Regions from separate parts of the Oryctolagus cuniculus genome. Here all the other regions are linked to region 3. The links are chromatin contacts, called in public Hi-C and Micro-C maps. All regions are on one chromosome and are shown on one strand. The core of a region is the stretch at or near the end of the contact, and the rest is flanking DNA. Distances in the headings are between cores, read along the strand shown. Region 1 holds the start of MEOX2 (mesenchyme homeobox 2). Region 2 has its middle 110 kb from the start of MEOX2. Region 3 overlaps LOC138845847 (a long non-coding RNA gene).

Region 1 (3,223 bases), core at 695-3,194, 410 kb after region 3:
CAACACAATGGAAATTCAAAGAAGATTCCGAAGGTTTTGGAGGAAGAGACCCCCCTCCACCTCCCCTTTATTATTGCTATTATTATTTTTTTAATAAAGCCCCAAGAGTGGAGGGAGTGGCAGGAAGGAATATCATTAAGCTCTGAGTCTTGGATGCCTCCCTGCGAGCGCGAACACCCCCAGAAACGTGCAACCCGCAGAAGACCCCCTCTGGAAGTCTGGAACCGCAGGAGATGCCGAAACGCGGGCGCAGAAAACCTTACCGTCCACGGCGTGCGGCCGCTTCCAGCTCAGACCCAGACTGGAAGGCTGAGCCGCCGCTCAACAAAAGCTTTAGTTTTTTTTTTTTTTTTTAAACGAAGTCTGCAAAACTAATTTCCCTCCAAATAGGGCTCCATTTCCGTTCAAGCCAGCAGTGCTCACACGTCTCCCAATTCCCCATCAAACCCCCGCTGCACCCCACCTCCAGGCCGCGGAAACGGATTCCATCTTTCCCGCGGATGCCAGGGTTCTCGCCAAGCTGCGGCGCTGCGGCTCCCCTCCAAAGGACCGCGGGGACGGGCAGGGGCCCGAGGGTCCTGCCCGTCCGTCGGGGACACCGCCCAGAGATGGCTCAGTACTCGCCCCTAATTCGAACCAGATGTCCAGCCCCGTCTGCTGTGCCCATTAATCTCAGGAACAACTTCAAAGACCTGGTCCCCATCCTCGGGACACCTGAGACAATGAAAATAACGGGGCAACACCGCTGGTGGCACGGCCGGGAGCAGTGAGGGCACGCGCGCTCCTGACGGCACCGGCCCAGCTGGGAGCCGGCTGCCCCGCGGCCCGGTGCGCCCCCGGGACAGAGCCAGCGGCCCGCATGCGCTCAGGGACTCCAAACTTATGCTTTCCTGTTTGCGGGATGCAAACCCGAAACGCCCAAGCGCCGATGGCACGCATCAGAGTGTTCGGTTTCCCAATCAGTGGCACCATAGCGCAGTGAGGAGGAGTGTGTGGAAGGAGCTGGTTTGTGTGGGAGCGGGAGAGAGGCGGTGGGGTTCTGGAGGAAAATCAAGGGCCCTGGGTTGCCTCCTGGGGGAGGAGGGGGCGAGGCTGGGAGCACGCGTGCAAATCCGCACGTGGCATGTGACAGGGACAAACTCTCTTCAGAATCTTCCCGGCCCAGGACAGCTTGCTCTAGATGGACTGGTGGCTGGGAAATGGAGTGGGACCAGTTTCGCTGTGACGGTCAGGGGGCGGGACGCCAAGGCAGGGCACCAGTAGGCGGCTCACGTCGGGATGCCTGGGCGCGGGCTTCCGCGCACTTTCCGCCGGCTCACCGCACCCAGTCCCGGTCCATTCGGTCTCGAGCGCTGCCCACTTGCGGGTCGCGCTGCGCAACTCCGCACCTGGACCCTACCCCAGAGCCCGGTGCCCGGCCGGCGCACACACCTCGGCGGCAAAAAGCCGGGCGCGCCTTGTGCCCCGGGGCGCACGCAGCGAGCGAAGTCTGAGAAACTTCTCGCAGCGTGCGCTAGACTTGGCTCTGCTCTGCCCTTTTCAGCCGCGCTCACTCCCCCAGGGGTTGGGCGCACCCCTAAGCTTTCCTGCGGGTGACAGTTTCCAAATGGCACTGACAAGTCATGGTGCGCGGGTAGGGGCTGGGGGGTGGGTGCGGAGCCGGGACTGGCGGGATCCCGGCGCCTGGTGCGCGGCTTGCAGCCCGGGGCTGCTGGCAGGGCCGGGCGGGCGGGGACACGCGGAAGGACTGTCCAGCCGGCAGTGGGAAGCGGGGCTGGGAGCGCGGGGCGCAGACTGAGCGGGCGCGCTGGAGGAGCTCGCATGTGGTCAGCGCCAGGCTCCTAAGCCAGCCCCCGGCTCACGTTACACTCTATTTATAACCTCCCAGAGCCCTTCCTCCCCCCCCCACCCCACCCCCCAGGCGTATAGTTCTCTGGGACCACCTTCTTTTGGCTTCGACCGCTCCCACTCTTGACATCCGAGTCGCTCGGAGGGAAGCTCCTCTGGGTCCCAGTGTTTATATGTGAAGGAGACCGGCCCGAGGGTTTAGGACAGGGATTACACGAGCGCTGCCGGAAAGCCCGCGCGGCTCTGGCCTGGGGACACAGGGGCGGCGTAGGGTGCGGGGGAAGCCACACGATTGCCACGGAGAAGCGCCCGCAGGCTGGTGGTGCCAGCGTTGGTGCGGTCGTCTTGAAGTCTTCCCGCCTGGAGCCCGCGACTTGCATGCTATGGAACACCCGCTCTTTGGCTGCCTGCGCAGCCCGCACGCCACGGCGCAAGGCTTGCACCCGTTCTCTCAGTCGTCGCTCGCCCTGCACGGGAGATCCGACCACATGTCCTACCCGGAGCTCTCCACTTCGTCGTCCTCGTGCATCATCGCGGGATACCCCAACGAAGAGGGCATGTTCGCCAGCCAGCACCACCGGGGCCACCACCACCACCACCATCACCACCACCACCACCACCAGCAGCAACAGCACCAGGCGCTGCAAACCAACTGGCACCTCCCGCAGATGTCCTCCCCGCCCAGCGCGGCGCGCCACAGCCTCTGCCTGCAGCCGGACTCCGGAGGGCCCCCGGAACTGGGCAGCAGCCCGCCGGTCCTGTGCTCCAACTCCTCCAGCCTGGGCTCCAGCACCCCGACTGGGGCCGCTTGCGCGCCGGGGGACTACGGTCGTCAGACGCTGTCACCCGCGGAGGTGGAGAAGCGAAGCGGGGGCAAGAGGAAAAGCGACAGCTCAGGTAAGGTGCGCGCCAAGGACCCTCGGCCGGAGTGCAGACGCAGCTGGGTCGGGCCAGGGCGGCAGTTTGCAAGCGCTGGAGGCTGCAGCGGGGCACAGCAAAAGCTGGGGCAGTGTCCAGCCCGCGCAGGTTTGGGAGATGCGGCTGTGGTCCCAGTTACTTGGGGGGGCGAGGGGAGTGTTACCCTTGTGCGCAACCTACACGCAGCCAGCAGCGGCAGCTCTAGGCTTCCCAAGGTCCCAAACTACTTCTCCAGAAGTTTGAGACCAAAGGGGAGCGAGTGACAGTTTGTGAAATCGATTGCGCGGCGTGACGGCCGGGCGCGGCGCCGGGAGGGGCGTGCGCCTGGGGATGCGTGTCCGTGGGGCGGGCGTGCGGGTGCGGCTCCCGGACTTCTGCCTCGCATGTTCCCGACTCCGAATGGCTCGCTTTTTCCCATCGTTAACTGGCTTTCCAAATCGTTGCACAATATTTGGAA
Region 2 (3,472 bases), core at 243-2,742, 300 kb after region 3:
AATCCCGAACATTTTTATTCAGCCCATGACTAAAGGTGTGATAAGATATGGGTCCCTTAGCTCATGAGGTAGCTGGTCAGAGCCAGGGGTGGCCACAGAACTCAGGAATGTTACCGCTAGCTAAATTGTTTCCCCATTTCCCAAAGTGAGCCATAAATATTGTTATATGTGTCACAATGTGAACAAATTTGGAAGCAGTGGCCGAAAATAGTTTCCTTTACCCTCTTCCACATCCCCATATAAAATCAATTTTTGTTCCGTGAATGCTTTTGCTCATTATTTAAGACCCTGCTCAAGTGCAATCTCCTTTCAAGTCACTTTCTTCATTTCTATAACAACATAATTTTGTAATTTTGTGGCTTTTGATATTGTACCAAATGTATGGGTTTTGAAGTAAAAAAAATACATTTGAATCCTACATGAGGTCTTGTGGTCATTTGGTAAGTTTTCTGTGAGTGTCAGTTGTCACATCTGTAAAATGAGGGAAATACAACCTACCTCATTATTTAAAAAATACTTATTGAGTGCATATTTTATGTTAACCACTGAACTGAGCATTGTGTTAAAAGGGAGAAAGTCTGAATGCAAATAGCAATAGCACAGGAAGTAACATTATAGTCACAATTTTAAATCTTAATGGTACTATTTTAAGATCAATAAATTGGAATAATAAGTTAATAAAGGAGTGGGCCCCATTCATAGAAATTCAAAATTTTAGAGCCGTCTAAATATAGTAGTTTTCCTGTTTGCTGTTATTGTTGTATAGTTGCAAGTCGCCTTCTCTGAAATCTTTGTCTGGTGAGATTCATTCATTTAAGTGGTATACCCTATAAATCATAAGCATACTGCATTTGCTTCTCAATTCATGACTATCCTTATTGCATGGGCTCATCCACCTAACACCCTAGGTGGCCCAGAATGCAGGCCCTAGGTCAGGAAGGCCTGGGTTTGAATCCTGTCTGTACTGTCCATTGCATGCTTATAGCATACTCATTGATGGATTAGCCAACATGGCCCAAGCTTCTTCCTCATTGACAAAAACTGATGCAATAGTGACTTATGCCTCACAGGATTTAAGGGAGCATAGAAGGGATTCCGTGTGCAAAACCACAGCGTGGCAAACAGTTAAGGGTTCCATAACTGCTGGCTAATACTGTTACTCTAGTCTTAGGCTCTTTCCCAGGACTTCTACTATTTTAGCCAAGGAGGAATTTAATCTGTTTCCTCCCCCCACCCTGTTTTCCAGAGTCCTCAATCCCAGGTGAGAGTGTTGGACAAGGTTCCCTTTCTTAAATGCATCAGGGCAGCTATTCCTCATAAATCAAGCACCCCCTTGAGGTTCCCTTCATCTGGAAGCTTGGGAATGTGGGTAGTCTTGGCTTCCCTGCCCTTGTCCGGTGTGTAGGATGTCCTGGCAGCCCAACCAGTTGAGCCTGAAATCTGGCTTTGGGGCTGAGTTCTGTCCGCTTCCTCCTAACTCAGCTCTCAGGCCAGGAAAATGTTGTAACAGAGTCTCTCCCTCCAGAAGTTCCCGAGGGATTCCTCCCCTTGGACTCAAGTGCTGCCTTCCTTGGATGTTTTTTTAGTTTAGTTGAGGATTACATTTTTCAAATTATCTGCCTTCATAAGTGTGTCCAAGCCTTCGATTTGTTCCTTATTTGATCCTGAGGTCAAGTGGCTGCTTATATTTCAGCCATATTCTTCCATATTCTTTCCCTTTGGAATCTTTTGACCTACTTAAGTTTTTTTTTTTTTTTTTTAGTTAGACTTGCTGACCTTTCTGTTTCCAAGTTTAGTCTCCTTTTATTTTATACTCTAACATATGCACTAGGGCACAATGAAGTCTCTTTTACAATAACATGAAAAGCAGGGAAAAAACCAGTTTGGATGAAGAACAAAATATGTCGGGAATGGGCACAGAAAAAGTCCATTTTGAAGTTTAGCTGGAAAATCCTAGGCTCTTTAAGAAGGGAGAAAGTGTTTTTGGAGCACAGCCTTAGCAAAAGAAGAGACTTGCATGGCCCCATTCCACAATTTGTTTATTTTAGGCTTGTGTTTCTGAGTGCAATGTGAAAAATGGAAGCAAGAATATCAGAACAATTTACTGTTGCACTCATTAACCATGGTGCACAGATCTTTGAACACACAGCAGGATGCATGCAGAGGCACCAGTGGCTGCCTTGACTTCCAAAGGTTAAGCTCAAAGCACCATGGTTGATGAGTCCTTCACCCAGCTGCCCTCCAGGATCTGTTGCTATTTGACGAACAGGGCTCAGAAAAGTGGGGGCTGTATAAAGTATTGTCCCAGGAGCCCAGAAGTAATCCTGGAGGATACATATACCCTCCCTTAGACTGTTCAAGCAAGTCTTTGAAACTGATGGCTACAGAAGAGAATATTTTCCCTTTGGCTATTAGAGGCATGCACTTTGTTGTGGAAAAGAGAAATTCAATCTATATAATCTAGAGGTATTTTCCCTTTGAGAGGGAAAATTCCAATAAACTATTAGAATCTCCTTCCCAGATGCTGGATAATGCAGTGAGATGTGAATTCCCTGAGGTCAGTGCCTTCTGGAGTGAGAGTTCTGGATGGTTCTTGGATGCACATTCATATCACCTTAGACTGTGAAGTTGGTCAGTTCCACTCTCTGTCTGTGCTTACACCTGCCTCTTCCTGTAAGATGTCTAACGTGTGTTACAGGACATGCAAAAAACACTCAGCAATTCAATGAGACTATGCCTGTCCAGGAGCAGAGCAGGAGCAAAACACACCTGCAGCTTTGCCCTACAACCCTCCCCTGCACCTTCCACGCTCCTTCCAGCTCATAATGTGTACAAAGAGATCTCCGATTTGTCAATTGGGGCACTTTTTAGACCCTTCTAAAATGTTTTTAGGAGAGGTTTTATGTTTAACATAAGGTTTAACATGTCCAGAATTTTCCTTAATTTTAATGACTGGGAAATTATCACCTAGTGGCATTTGTAAAATCAAAGTAGCTATGGTTCTCTCTTAAATACCAATAGTTTAAAGCAAGCTAACTGGCTTTCCTATATGTTCCTGCTTGAAGAACTTTACAACCCAATCCTGGGAATGATATAGTCTAGCTTTATTAGTAATTAATACTAATTGATGGTCCTTGTTGTCTATTCTAAGAATTCTGAATATCAGCTTGAATAAACCAGGCGACATGGTAAGTTTTTAGCATTTATTCCTTGAAAGAAATACACAGGAAAGTAAGGGCTTTATTTTGGGCGAAGAAGCTTATAAGTTTACCAGGCTTTTCTAGGGAGTAAACCAGAGGCTGTAAGAGAGAGAATGTGGGCAAGAGAGCATGTGGGCTGGCCACGCACACCAAGGGGCATGGGAACAAACAAGAGAGAGGGCCAAGGCATTCCAGGCCTTTTATTCACTTCCAAAGGGCAGTGGTTATGTCATCTGATTGGCAGGTGGGTGTACAGGTGAGGTCAGGTAAGG
Region 3 (3,200 bases), core at 64-2,563:
CCTGTTTTTATATGGACAACTAAATTGTTACATAGCCAGTTAATTTTGGTTGGGTCAACAGTACAAGGTTAACTATTGGAACCTTCCTCTCTGCCTGTGTGAGAGAAGATGGTGAGCAGGGGTAGAAAGAAGAAAATGAAATACGGTGGCACAGGCTGGAAGTGCTGTTTATTTGAGAAATATTTATTTTTGTTTTTATTGCCTTTGAGAAGATTTTATACTCCCTCCTCTTCGTCTTCTAGGAAATGGCAGAGGATTTTGAAAAACCGAGGGGTGGGAACTTAGATTCGGAAAAGGATTTTTATGTACTTATTTATGCAAAGAAAGCAAATATCATGAAGTGCATATATTCAGTTTTGAGAACAAAATGATACTTTCCATCCTCCCCAACCTACTCTCCCTCCCTCCTTCCTTTTCCACTCTCCTGCCTCCTTCCCAGAAAGCATTTTCTAATACAGTAGCATACTTAGAAAAAAATATATCACTTTTATTTTCTAAGGGGACCGTGTTGTCAAAGCTAGAGCTTAATTTTTTTTGGCCTGGAAGAGATTTACCCTCTTTTCAAGCTGTGTCATGGTGCTATATTCTCTGTCTAATCTTGAATGTAAGGAATGCATCAAAGGACAAGTGGACCAAATTCCTTCAATGGACTCTCAGATATGTTCTCCAGCCACACATTAGAGAACCCAGGACAGAGCGAGTTGGTTGTGGTGGATCGGTTCCACTGCTGTCCCTGGAACTTGGGAGAAAGGTAAGGAGAAACCCGCCCTGCATTGTTATAAGGATGGTTGTTCATTCATATCCTTCTGCTCTTAATAAACGTCCCCAAGAAAAACATTCTGCAGCAGCCACTCATAAAGAAGCAGAAAATGGCAAAACCACAGCAGAGAAGGAAACCTATGTGAAAACAGTGGTTGTGTCTTCCTGGATACAGAAAACAAATAGAGCTCTTGAAGAAGCTTGCCAATATATGCCTGCCAAATAAAATATTGTTTTATGAAGTCAGGAAAAAACTAATTTTAAAGGTTATTGTAGGTTATTTGTGGTCACTTCTGGTGTGCATACAGCATGATGTCATCCTGAAGGCTTCTCTATTTATATTTCAGTCTTAGAGGACTTTTGTCTAAGACTGGATCTCAGCTACTAGGGACATCTAAAATACTCTTGTTCAGAACTCATAAAAATCTAGACTGAAAAAAAAAAAAAAAACTAGGGGAGATGGAAAAAGTCCCCCAGCCAAGGCCAGAGGAGAAATCATCGGGGGCAGATCCATCTTCTGAAATCATCCCTTCCCTGCGGACATCTGCTCAGGACACAGTATGCTGGGGAGTTCAGCACAGCACTGGCTAGCAGCCATGGATCCTAGTGGCCCTCTGAGTGGGGTGGACCGGCTCCGACCAGAGACTTCATCTGGGGAGAGGAGCAGGGAACTCCTTGGGCCCTGGGCTTTCTCTCCTCCAGCCCCGGCCCCTGCTCTTCTTGCCTTTTGTCTACGTGATCTCTTGGGGGCACTTTCCCTTCATCCTTGCAGCAGGGCCAATTTTTTTTTATTTGTGAGATTTTTCTTTTTTCTTTCTTTTTTTTTTTTTGTCTTGGAAAACCCCTCTTTGTGGAGCTAGGAAATGTCAAACAAGAATTGACAAAGAAGGTCAGTGAGATGTTAATACTTGGACATGGGGGTTGCTAAAAAATCTGTTGGGGGAGGGGGAACCCCAGCAATTGGATATTAGAAAGAACACAGAGCTTTCAGCCTTATGCTGAAAAAATGACACATTGAACTTTATATCCAGATAATAAGCTGACATCAGTTACATCATCTTTAAATTCATTCATTTATTAAAAATGTTTTTTTCGAGCATCTTGGAGTGTCGTGCATATTGGTGTTCAAGAATAATAAGAGGCAGTTAATCTAGAAACCAGGAGAAGGTGGTGAGTGTGACAGAGAAGGGAGAAACAGATAAGGCTGTGGAGTGCTGGGAGGGCAGAGTTGTAACTTTAAATCGAGTGCCCCGATGACATCTCACTAAGAAAGCGACGTCTGAGCACGCAGTTGTGGAAGAGGCAAACCATCTTTCTATCTCCAGTTGAGGACAAGGAAATAAAAAGATCTTGAAGCAGGATCACACGTGGTATGTTGAAGGCACAGCACACAGGCCAGTGTGAGTGGTGCATAAGCTGTGGACAGATCAGCACCACACACACCATTGCGCAAGTGTGTTTCTGCCTCCACGCCCGCAGGTGCTTCGGGATGCTTGCGAGATTAGACCAAATACTTCATCAGCCACGTGCTGCCCCTGAACATGAGAGCGTGCTGCTCCCAGGGCAGGTTCAGGTAGAATTTTGAAAACCTGCTCTTTGCTTGAGAATGGGACGTTTGAGCAAATCCAGTGAGCTGGGAGATGATGTGAAGTCACCGCCCCTAAGTCAGCAGCTGTCAGAGGAGGCGATACAGCAATGTGTTTGTGGACATCTGATCTGCAGGGATGGCAAGCACTCCTAACCTATAAACAGATTTTATCTGGAGGTTGGCAGTGCTCCCTAACTGAGCCTTCCTTTGTGCAAGGCCGAGACTGGGGAATTATTTCCTCATCTCTCTTTACATGGTGTGAAAATAATACAAAGCCCAAGATTCATTCAGTTCTGATAAAACAGAGCTATAGATAATATAAAGACAAGATAAAAAATTGTGCAATGAGTCTGGAAATAAGAAAATCAAAACTGAGATTTTTTGAAAGATTAATTTTTATGTATTTGGAAGAGTTACAGAGAAAGAGAGAGAAAGAGAGAGAAAGAGAGAGAAAGAGAGAGAGAGAGAGAGAGAGAGAGAGTCTTCCATCTGCTGGTTCACTTCCCAAATGGCTGCAATGGCCAGAGCTGGTCCAATCTGAAGCCAGGAGACAGAAGCTTCTTCTGGGTCTCCCACATGGTTGCAGGGGCCCAAGGATTTGGGCCAACCTCCACTGCTTTCCCAGGTGCATTAGCAGGGAGCTGGATTGAAAGTGGAGAAAGTGGAGCAGCTGGGATTATAACTGGCACCCACATGGGATGGCAGCACTGCAGGCAATGGCTTTAATTCACTTCACCACAGTGCCAGCCCCAAAACTGGGCTATTAATAAAAACTTTAGTACAATTCTGTACTACACGGAATACTTGTTCACAAGGGATAATTTTAGCAAGATGTGATTTGGGGTTTCCTTGT

Evidence for each region. Hi-C and Micro-C count contacts between places; a contact is called where the count stands out from the background.
Region 1: a Micro-C map of ear pinna shows a contact between it and region 3, with 5 times the contacts expected there. The contact joins the promoter of MEOX2 here to the enhancer-like site in region 3. A contact is called at or near these places in 3 of 6 Hi-C or Micro-C datasets (ear pinna, psoas muscle and skin fibroblasts).
Region 2: a Hi-C map of an unstated tissue shows a contact between it and region 3, with 2.0 times the contacts expected there. The contact joins two enhancer-like sites. A contact is called at or near these places in 2 of 6 Hi-C or Micro-C datasets (psoas muscle and an unstated tissue).

What each region holds. Positions count from the first base shown.
Region 1 is chr16:7,291,096-7,294,318 of mOryCun1.1, reverse strand. MEOX2 (mesenchyme homeobox 2) reads left to right here and starts at 1,944. Exons shown (of 3, transcript XM_002720835.5): 1 at 1,944-2,745. The coding sequence starts at 2,232.
Region 2 is chr16:7,397,376-7,400,847 of mOryCun1.1, reverse strand. No RefSeq gene overlaps it. Among named protein-coding and RNA genes, the nearest start is that of MEOX2, 110 kb to the right of the region's middle. Within about 2 kb of position 1,492, at least 2 of the 8 cell types and tissues checked have an H3K27ac peak or open chromatin away from gene starts, as enhancers often do.
Region 3 is chr16:7,700,589-7,703,788 of mOryCun1.1, reverse strand. LOC138845847 (a long non-coding RNA gene) reads left to right here. Exons shown (of 2, transcript XR_011383048.1): 2 at 610-3,200. Among named protein-coding and RNA genes, the nearest start is that of CRPPA, 360 kb to the left of the region's middle. Within about 2 kb of position 1,313, at least 3 of the 8 cell types and tissues checked have an H3K27ac peak or open chromatin away from gene starts, as enhancers often do. A contact at or near this core is called in ear pinna, where this site is marked.